2 separate regions of the Drosophila melanogaster genome follow, and region 2 is linked to region 1. A link is a contact called in public Hi-C data. All regions are on one chromosome and are shown on one strand. The core of a region is the stretch at or near the end of the contact, and the rest is flanking DNA. Distances in the headings are between cores, read along the strand shown. Region 1 holds the start of Trs23 (TRAPP subunit 23). Region 2 holds the start of raw (raw,).

Region 1 (4,832 bases), core at 1,201-3,700:
TTGCCAAGATCTTTGGAGTGGCCCACATTGATTCATTACTGCAGGAAATGTTGTTGGGAGGTCAGTATTTAAATGTTGCAAATATACGTTTGGAACAATTTATTAATTTAATTTTTGTGTGTGTGTTAATAGGAGAGTTGGCCGACAATCCTCTGCCGCTATCGCCGCCCAATCAGTCAAATGACTACCAGAGTCCCACCCACACAGGCAACATGGAGGGCGGTAATCAAGTTAACTCCTCTCTGGACTCGCTGGCCACGTCCGGTGGTCCTGGCTCGCATAGTCTGGACCTGGAGGTGCAGCACATTCAGGCTCTTATCGAGGCGAACAGTGCGGATGATTCCTTCCGGGCCTACGCGGCCAGCACTGCAGCGGCAGCCGCTGCAGCCGTCTCGTCCTCCTCCTCTGCACCCGCATCCGTTGCTCCAGCCTCGATCTCTCCTCCGCTCAACAGCCCCAAGTCACAACATCAACATCAGCAACATGCGACGCATCAGCAACAACAGGAGAGCTCCTACTTGGACATGCCCGTCAAGCACTACAATGGCAGTCGGTCCGGACCGCTGCCAACACAGCACAGTCCCCAGAGGATGCATCCCTACCAAAGAGCAGTCGCCTCGCCGGTCGAAGTGTCCAGCGGGGGCGGCGGATTGGGTCTGCGCAATCCTGCCGATATTACGCTCAACGAGTACAACCGGAGCGAGGGTAGCAGTGCCGAGGAGCTGCTGCGACGAACTCCACTGAAGATCCGGGCTCCCGAGATGCTAACCGCACCCGCTGGTTATGGAACGGGTGCGTAGTAGATTGATTCGAAGCAAGAAGACATTTCAATAATATATTTTATATACTATTTCAGAACCCTGTCGCATGACACTTAAACAGGAGCCAGAGACTGGTTACTAGAAGAATAACGAACGGTGCAATATGCAGTTTGCAATAGGACACCCCTTAAGCACACAACCCATACACATACAGGCCCTCTCTTGCTGTACTCCCCACCAAGTGCTATATAGAGATGAAATTGAAATGAAGAACTTACTTAATTGTTATGCCTTGAACCATTTTGATACTTTTTATTAGTCCTAAGTAGGTATTTTGGAAATTGTTGCTTAATTTTTAATGTTTAACGCAGTTGCAATATATTTTTGGAGTCATATTTTGCTCAAGAAGTTTATTATATACAATTATACTATATATATACACCATTTAGCATGTACTGAGTTTGTTGGTTATTTGGTTATCTTATACTTGTGCGTGGATCACAAAACATTCATATAAGGCCATGCAATATATTGTTTTAGGTTAGGGTGTTGTCTAGATTATGCTGAAAGTGTAATATATATTTAATTTTAAACAAAGAACTATTTTTATATGAATATGTATAATATACAAACTATTTCTAAGATGGCTGAATGAATAAACAAAATCAAAATAAACACTGGAGAATATGAATGTAAATCGTTTACTGCGGCATTTTTACTAGTAATAAATATTACTATAATTTATAATTTATGCCATCTCTTTCAGCAACAACTTTAAATATCCAAACTGATAAAGCGATATATGTTCCTATGCTCCCACTTAGAACGTAACCCTGATCCTGCATAGAAAAAATTCAATAACGTATTACAAAGACTAACTAACGTTTATTTATCGATATTGCTAATGCCCGTCTTCTCGACCTGGGCGAGGAGCTCTTGGAGCTTGTTGTCGAAGAGCTCGCATCGAATGGGCATCTCCAGGGAGTAGAAGGGGTTCTTGAGCACGTAGTCTGAGTACAGCTCGTAAACCTTTCGCAGCAGCAGATCAATGCCATTGAGACCCGTTTCCGAGATTATAATGAACTTGATTCCGGTCAGCGTTTGGAAGCAGTGCAGCGTGAAAGTGTCCGCCTCTAGGATCTCGATGCCGGAACTCTTGGGCTCCGGACTCAGTTGGCTGGCGATGGCGAACAGCGGGTAGAACATGCTGGCCAGAAAGATTTTCTCGTTGGTGGTCATCTTTGGCCGGCTGAACTTCAGGTTAATGGGATAGTTCTCCGGTGCATCCAGTGTCGTCCTCACATCGCGTCCATCATCCAGGGTGACTCCATTGACGGGCATACCGTTGACCGCCACCAGGACATGGCCCACTGTTCGTAAGCATATATTAAGGTGGTTATGTTTCTAAAATTCACAGACACACCCACCATTTATTCCATCCTTTCTGTTGAACGAGACCGATACCTTCTTGGAATCGTAGTCCAGCACCAAGTCCAGAGGGTATGTAAAGGTCTTCTCGTGCTCAATGCGTGGCACATTGTTGTCCAGGTTGAATATAAGGCCACCCGATTTACTAACTATATAGACGCCATATATAATCATTTCTTACTATTACTAATTCTAAGTTTCCTAGGAATGTTTTTATATTTTATGCGAATTAGCGATGGTAGTGCCAGCCAGCTGTTTGCCGCGGAACCAGTTCCAGTTCCGGCTTAGTTGCCATTAACAGTACATTAACATTGCGCCTTAACAGTTGGGTCCATCGAAGAAATTATAATTATTAGGATAAATAAACCATTAAATTATTATAAGAAGCATTATTTAAAATTTAGGAATAAAATGGGAAGTAAACTCTTTAGCCAGAATACTAAGAATACTTAAAAAATATTTACAAGTTCAACCAAAAATCTAGTTCTACCAGGGCGGAGTAGCTCTTTAAACTGATTCCATCTTGCCTATCGCGTTCATTTAACTAGTTCACGGCCGAACAGCTGTCTCGGCATTAGAATTAAAAATAAACATAATTGATTTTCTGCCCGAAAGTATACGTAAACGCGTAGGCGCTCCCACCTGGCAGTGCACCCGATTGACCGACTTGCAACCTCCACGGCCACCGATGGGCTCCGACGACCAGAGTGCCGGGGACAGGATCCAGAAGGGATTCCAGATCAACTATATGATTCTGCGGGATGCCGACAGCGGAAAAATAATCTGGCAGGAGAACAAGGACTTCTCGGCACCGGACCAGGAGCATGAGGCCCGAGTGCCGGTGAAAATACTCGACATGCGTGCCGTTTCCCGGGAGATCAACTTCAGCACCATCGAGTCGATGGAGAACTTTCGCCTGGACCAGAAGGTGCTCTTCAAGGGCCGCATCATGGAGGAGTGGTTCTTTGAGATGGGATTCGTGGGTGCCAACACCACCAACACCTGGCAGTCGACAATCGAGGCGGCACCCGAATCCCAGATGATGCCTGCCAAGGTCTTGAACGGCAATGTGACTATCCAAACCAGTTTCTACGACAACGAGACACTCATCACCAAATCGGTTGTGCGCCTGTACTACATTTAGGCAAATGTGAGTCACCTGCCGTTCTGCTGATCGACCAGGTGTTCTCGCGTCCACCCACAAGTTTTTTTGGTTGTTCTTCAAGATGTTCTCTACAAAACATGCATACTTCGCTTTTGAGTACTTCAGCATTTCAATGCAATTGTTTGCGCGTTTATGAACTAGTTGTAGTCCAATGCATTTTAATCTAATCTAATTTTACGTTTACCACAGTAATATATTAATAAAAAATTAACAAATGTAATTTGCATAAACCAAGGAGTCTGTCAACTCGAATTCGAACGCAACATGCATGCTTATGTACAAATCTTTTGTAGACTGTCACATATGGACTAAAAATAGCTGCCGAACATTGTGTCATTTGAGATAAATTGTATCTATAGATCTCTGTACCAGTTGTAACCAATCCATAAAGTCTACTTAAGTCTGTTGAAGCTGTATGAGGAGTAATTCACTCATACAATCGAAAACGTTGTATTAGATATAGCCTAGCTGTACGCAATTTGTCAGCAAATATAAACAGATGTTAAAAGAAAGTTGTTATATGAACCATTTTAGGATACAGATGTCTGGCCCAAAGGAGATTAGCATAATGCAATATCTCATCGTGTGGAGATACTCAGTGAATCTTGCTCAGTGGGAGAAAATGCCCTAGGGGTCAATCGTAGAACAGGTTGCGCCTGGCTCTATTTTACTTTCATGTCAACGAGCATAATCCCATTTAGATCGCGGGCTTGCCTTTCGGCAATACATTGCCAAAGTTTGAATTTAGATTAGGTGTCGATGAATATTCAGCGATTGGAATCGCGAAAAGTAACCATGAAGTTAAGAGGAAGATTGGAGCGGAGAGTGCTAACTTGACCCCATTTTATTCGAAATAGAACCCGTGCCCGGTCAAGTGTCACTCGAAGATGGCGAGAAAGTCTTCTTGGCGGGCAAAGATCTCGGATAGCTTACAGTTCGCTTCCATCTACCCACAGCAGCGGATCGAAATAATATAATGGCGCGGTTTAGTGGAGTTGTACTGCTCCTGGCAATCGTCCTTCTTGCCGTTTTTGTGGCACAAGGCCTGGCAGAGAAGAACGCCAATAGGCAGAAGCAGCAGAAGCCCAGACCGGGAAATCAAAACTTTGGTATCCAGAAAAATAAGCGTCCAAAGCCCCAAAAAGTGCAGAAACAGAAGCCCAACAAGCAACAGGGTCAGAATGGTCAAGAGCCAAAGGTATTTACCACAACGGTTCCTGATTTGGGCAGGCTCCGTGGACGAACTCTCACCACCGATTGGACAGGGCAGAAGATAATGCAGTTCTTGGACATTCCCTACGGCAAAGCAGAGCGATTCAGGGTGAGTTAATATTGTTATTATCGCAAGATTAATAGGTACATGCATTTCTTACTATTTTTTGAGACCTTTGATGTTGGTAAATTTAACCACTCATAACTTGTATTATATTTGACTCAAAAGTATCAACGTCCTCGATAGTATAGTGGTTAGTATCCCC
Region 2 (4,832 bases), core at 1,350-3,849, 54 kb before region 1:
TGACCCCGACATGAAAATCACTCTCAAGATCGCTGAGGATGGCAAATGGATAGGGCTGATGGTGACGAAGGAACTGGGCACTGAGTTCTGGGTGGTATTGTCCAAGTGATGGAGGTGATGAATGCCTGTGTGCAGATGCTTTTAAATTTAAATCGAATCAAATTGATTTGCGCACAGTTCCAGTTTCACTTTTTTACCCACGACCGCCTTACACTCGAAGAAGTCTTTAACTTAGAATCAAAGAGCAGGTGAAAAAAAAATTATTTAAAAAATATATATGTATATATTTTTTTTATATAAGCAACAATGTTAAATAATGTATTGTAGATATTGTAATAAAATATTATTTTTCGTATCAATTTGTAAAGTTTTCTATTTAAGATTTCGAGTTTTTCCTAGTAATATGTGGTATTAATCTTGGATATTGACAGGCACAATATATTCTGATAAAAATACTTTTTAAAACATAATTTTTTGAAGTGTAGTATCAATTGATATCGCCCTTTTTTGGAAAAGAAGAGTGCACCGTGCTCTGACCACGTCCCAGCTCCATTGTTTAGCCATTTGACAAGTGTTTTGACAATATTTATTTGAGTTGCTACAAGCCACGGCAACGGCCACGCCCACAGTCCCGCCCCCTGCGGCATACCACCCCCGCCTCCCTCTTCGCACACTAGAACCACTGCCGCTGGGTAATTTGATTTCCTCGACGCTGCCATCATCTGCATCCTTGACGTCGGACACGTTTCTGCCTAATGGAGTTGCTCGAGTGGCGTGAATTTCAATTAAATTAAATCAAAATGTTGCATTTTTTATTAAGCCCATTAGCGGCACACACGGAAAACCCGCCCCCTCAGAGGACCGCCCGCTGGCCCCTAGTTGGTTAAATTAAGTTAAGATACCACCTCGTCAGTGCGAAAAGAACTTGTATCTTAATGTGCATAATGAAGTGCCAGACTTGACTTGCCATCCAGGAACACCTGGATGTGCCAATATAAATCCGGTGACTGCACTGATCCTACTGCTGCGAGGAAAAGCTATCGGGAAAATCCCAGTTTAGATGAAAATGGGGCCATTCAATAACTGAATTGCTATTTTTGCTAGCAAAATGATTTTAAGGGATTTACTTATTCAATTCATAATTATTTATAAATAGCGAATTCTTAATTTATAGTTTTATATATACACACCTTTTAAATGATTTATGTAAGTTTCTTATTAATAGATATTTATTTACAAGAAAATGTTAAGGAAAAGGCTGCTGTTTTTCCGACTGTTTCTGCGAAAAGCCAAATATCAGTGCACAAGAAGAGTTGGTGGGCGAAGAAAAGTGGAAGTGGAGTTTCCTATTGTTGCACATGCATTAAGAGTAATGCTGCAGTGCTCGGAAAATGCTGGAAAGAGGGTGAAAATGCTACTTTGAGTGGCAATAAACAATGCATAATGAGTTGAGAGTCGCGTTATTATTGTTGCAGCCCGTGGCTGAGACTGTTCATTACTCAAACAGGTAATTTAAATTAAGCCAAAACAATACGCCAAGGTGGCATTTAAAGTAGGTGCAAAACGCATTTCGCCATTAGGAAATTGCCAATTAAGAAGCAAACACTTCTGGGTCCATTCATTACTGCAACACTTGCAGGCAAATCATTTAATTGTCTTTTAAAAATATACTTAAATCAGCAGAGGCGGCAAAGTATTACAAGTCTTCATGCACTTTCTCAGATATGACTAGCCACAAGCACTTAATTCTTGATATCACTTGGAAGTGGCACTTCCAAATCAAAATTATATACATTTAGTAAATAAGAACTATTCGAAAAGACATTTTTCATTTAAAAAGGGAACATTAAGATTTTACTAATTTTTCTATTATCTTAAAGAAAAAATTTTCTAATTTCCACATTCCGTATTTTGTTAATACAACATTTCATTAATAATAATGCAGATATACCCACGATGTCAGGATTTTAAAATAATCTTGAATAATTTGCAAAAGTTAGATCAGAGCAAATATAACATAGATTTAAATTTGTGATACTGTTACCTAACAGAATTTTACAATGTTATTGAAATGTTAATTTTAACACAAAAAAGTGCTCTTCTGCTAATTTTTACATGCACCCAAGACAACAACCATCGAATACAACTGAGTATACGTTCGTTAAAATTTTGGTGGCAACGCTTGTATTCCTAATCTATTAAGATGGCAAGGCTCGTTATCTGAAGAATTTACATTGGCAGCATCAAACATCATTAACTTTGAACTGTTATACAATGGTGCCAATGTAACTTTTTCTCGACAAATGAATTTTGTACTTATTTACCCAAGTGTATATGGAAACAATCAGGTACCGAAAATGTGAACTCTTACAATATATTTTACCTCTTTTTCATCTTAAGTTGTTTTTTTATAAAAGATATCAGCACTGCTGCAAAGACAGCATGCTTTAATATATAATATATATTAATTAAATAAGTTTCACAGTTTTTACGTGGTGTTAACCAACTTACAAAATTCACTCACAAATGTTAACATTCTGTACAAGCATTAGTGTTACCAAATACTCGATAGTATTTTCGCCGTTCCACCAGCTGGTCACACCAGAGACGAATTTAGAAATCTAAAGAGAACCCAACAGTTTCCTAATGCAAATACAATAAACTAATTGTTTAAAATGTGACAACAGTGAACCAAATGCTTGCTGAGTAATAAACCAAAGGATGTTTTGTTTTTTTCTAAAACGTGCCAAGTGAATCGGCTCCACGCAAATGAGAGTGCGGTCTGAAAACAATGGAGCTGCCGTAAAGAATTGATTAAACAAAATAGTCGAGAAGAGAGCGCAAAATGCACAAAATGGTTAAATTATTCCTCAGGTAATTTCAGTCCCAACAAAAACAGCATGTGCCAGATTGCTTTCGTGCTCTTATTGCTGTTGTTGTAGTTCTAGACTCTCTCTTTGCGCTTTAATATTATGAATGACGTAAGCGCGCCTCTTTGGTAGCAATACAAAAGCAATAACAACAATTTGGTTTTGTTGCTTTTGTAAACAAGGAAAATAACAGAATGGTTTTGTACCGCTCGCGTGTGTGTGTGCATAGGTGAGTGGGGAGCTCACTCACCTATGCACACACACACACAAACGCAGGTAAAAGTGGCGTCGTTGGATTTTTACTTGGAAAACGTGTTCGAACTATAAAGAGAAATAGTAAGAGAGAGCTGAGCAGTCTAGCGCTCTTTGCAATGTTATTTCTTTTTTTGGTCAATGACCTAAGCTTTTTCGTCCGTTAGTTGAATTCGTTTCTTTCGCCAATTTCCGTGCTTTTGTGTGCGAGTTAAAAAACTTGGTCTATTTTCACAAAAATCATTGTTTACACTTTGTTGATGTGTAGGTAATTTTCCCAGGCTTTCTTAGCCTCATTTTTCAAGAAAAGGAGTAAACACTAAGTTGGAGGCCAAAGTTGTGAATGGTAAAAAAAAAACGTAATTTTTAAAGAAATTTAAAAAAAAAACTGCCAGCAGTAAACAACGTACAAATCAAAAGAGAATAATTGAGAATACTATAATTAATAGTGTTGTATACATGAAATGTTCAAGAACTTTATTTCCCGAACACATAAAGCATGAAATGAGTCTTCATAGTGTTTCCTTATATCTCTGAAAACAAATAGTATATCACTCGATCATCCAATTGCCTTGCTGTTGTGACATCTTGACAGTAATTAAGTTTATGCACTCAATTGTCACAAAGCCGGAAACAAAAGTGCACAAAGATGTAACATGTTGGTACATTTTTTGCAATGACAACAGCACGCAAATTAGTAAACATTACCGGCCAAATAACAATGCACTGTTTGGAAAATAAAGTAAATATTATGAAATAAATATTATTGTTGTTATACAAAACAGAAAGCAATTACGGAGAAGCAGTAACTGCAGCACAGGTATATTTGCATTCGTGATAACTTTTTGGTAAATAAATTATCTAAGCAATAAAAATGTTTTAAACTTGTAGGATTTTATTTTGGCTTATAAACATAAATACACTTAAAAATAAGTTTTAGGTCGCTTGTTTCAGTTTGTTTCAGAATGTTTTAAGAGCACCGTATAAAATTTTCGAAATTTTCCACAATCTTGAACGGTACTTCTGCGTATTAAGATTAATTGTTTGGCCTTTTATCAGTCTATTTCACTGGAATAAATATTTAACTAGTACTCAGATTTTGTAGGGCACTCTATATGCGGTGTACTTTGCTGACCGAAAAAAAGAGAGATACAAATGTTGAGAATGCGAGGGAAAACGCTTTTGTGATCTTCTTGATTTAAAAATTTTAACGCCAGTGCTGACCGAGCAATTAAAATGTAAACAGGCGGGAAATGAATAAGCGTGCCAGGGAAAAATAAAATGAAATCCCAAAATATTTACAATCATGCAGCAGCAGTTGCACATAAAAACCCAGGAAGAGAAGAACGGAATCTTAACGTGTATGCTTTCGAAAATATACTTGTACCTTAAAATGGCAAATTGGCAATAAGAAACCGACGCGACATTAATATGGCTAGGTAAATACAAAGGCATCATTACCGAAGGTCGTTTTTGTTTGCGTGCGATAAACTTTTTTTCTTTCGACTTTATAGCAAATATTCACGCATACAAACAAACCCGAATGCTTCCCTGTGTTTGCGATTGGTATTATCTGTGTAGGCCTTTGTTATCCAACCATTTGCTTATCTGGGCACGGCTGTCAATGCGTGTGTTTGTGATGGATACTTGATTGAATTGTTGTCCGTATGTTAGCGCCTAAAAAACAATCGACAGCCGCTTATCAGCTGG

What was found. A called contact is a pair of places that touch in the nucleus more often than the background predicts.
Region 2: a Hi-C map of the Kc167 cell line shows a contact between it and region 1, with 9 times the contacts expected there. The contact joins the promoter of raw here to the promoter of Trs23 in region 1. A contact is called at or near these places in 1 of 1 datasets of contacts at CTCF or cohesin (the Kc167 cell line), 47 of 107 Hi-C or Micro-C datasets (the Clone 8 cell line, the D17-c3 cell line, the Kc167 cell line and 13 more) and 3 of 6 datasets of contacts at active chromatin or transcription factors (all in the Kc167 cell line).

What each region holds. Positions count from the first base shown.
Region 1 is chr2L:8,683,849-8,688,680 of dm6, reverse strand. Trs23 (TRAPP subunit 23) reads right to left here and starts at 2,450. Exons shown (of 2, transcript NM_135403.2): 1 at 2,189-2,450; 2 at 1,629-2,131. The coding sequence starts at 2,363. The coding sequence ends at 1,647. PrBP (Prenyl-binding protein) reads left to right here and starts at 2,726. Exons shown (of 1, transcript NM_135402.3): 1 at 2,726-3,858. The coding sequence starts at 2,878. The coding sequence ends at 3,333. Hnf4 (Hepatocyte nuclear factor 4) reads left to right here. Exons shown (of 8, transcript NM_164834.2): 6 at 1-60; 7 at 133-792; 8 at 857-1,455. The coding sequence ends at 903. CG9289 reads left to right here and starts at 4,305. Exons shown (of 5, transcript NM_135401.2): 1 at 4,305-4,675. The coding sequence starts at 4,331. It also overlaps tRNA:Asp-GTC-1-9.
Region 2 is chr2L:8,738,427-8,743,258 of dm6, reverse strand. raw (raw,) reads left to right here and starts at 2,599. Exons shown (of 9, transcript NM_080050.3): 1 at 2,599-2,874. The coding sequence starts at 2,846.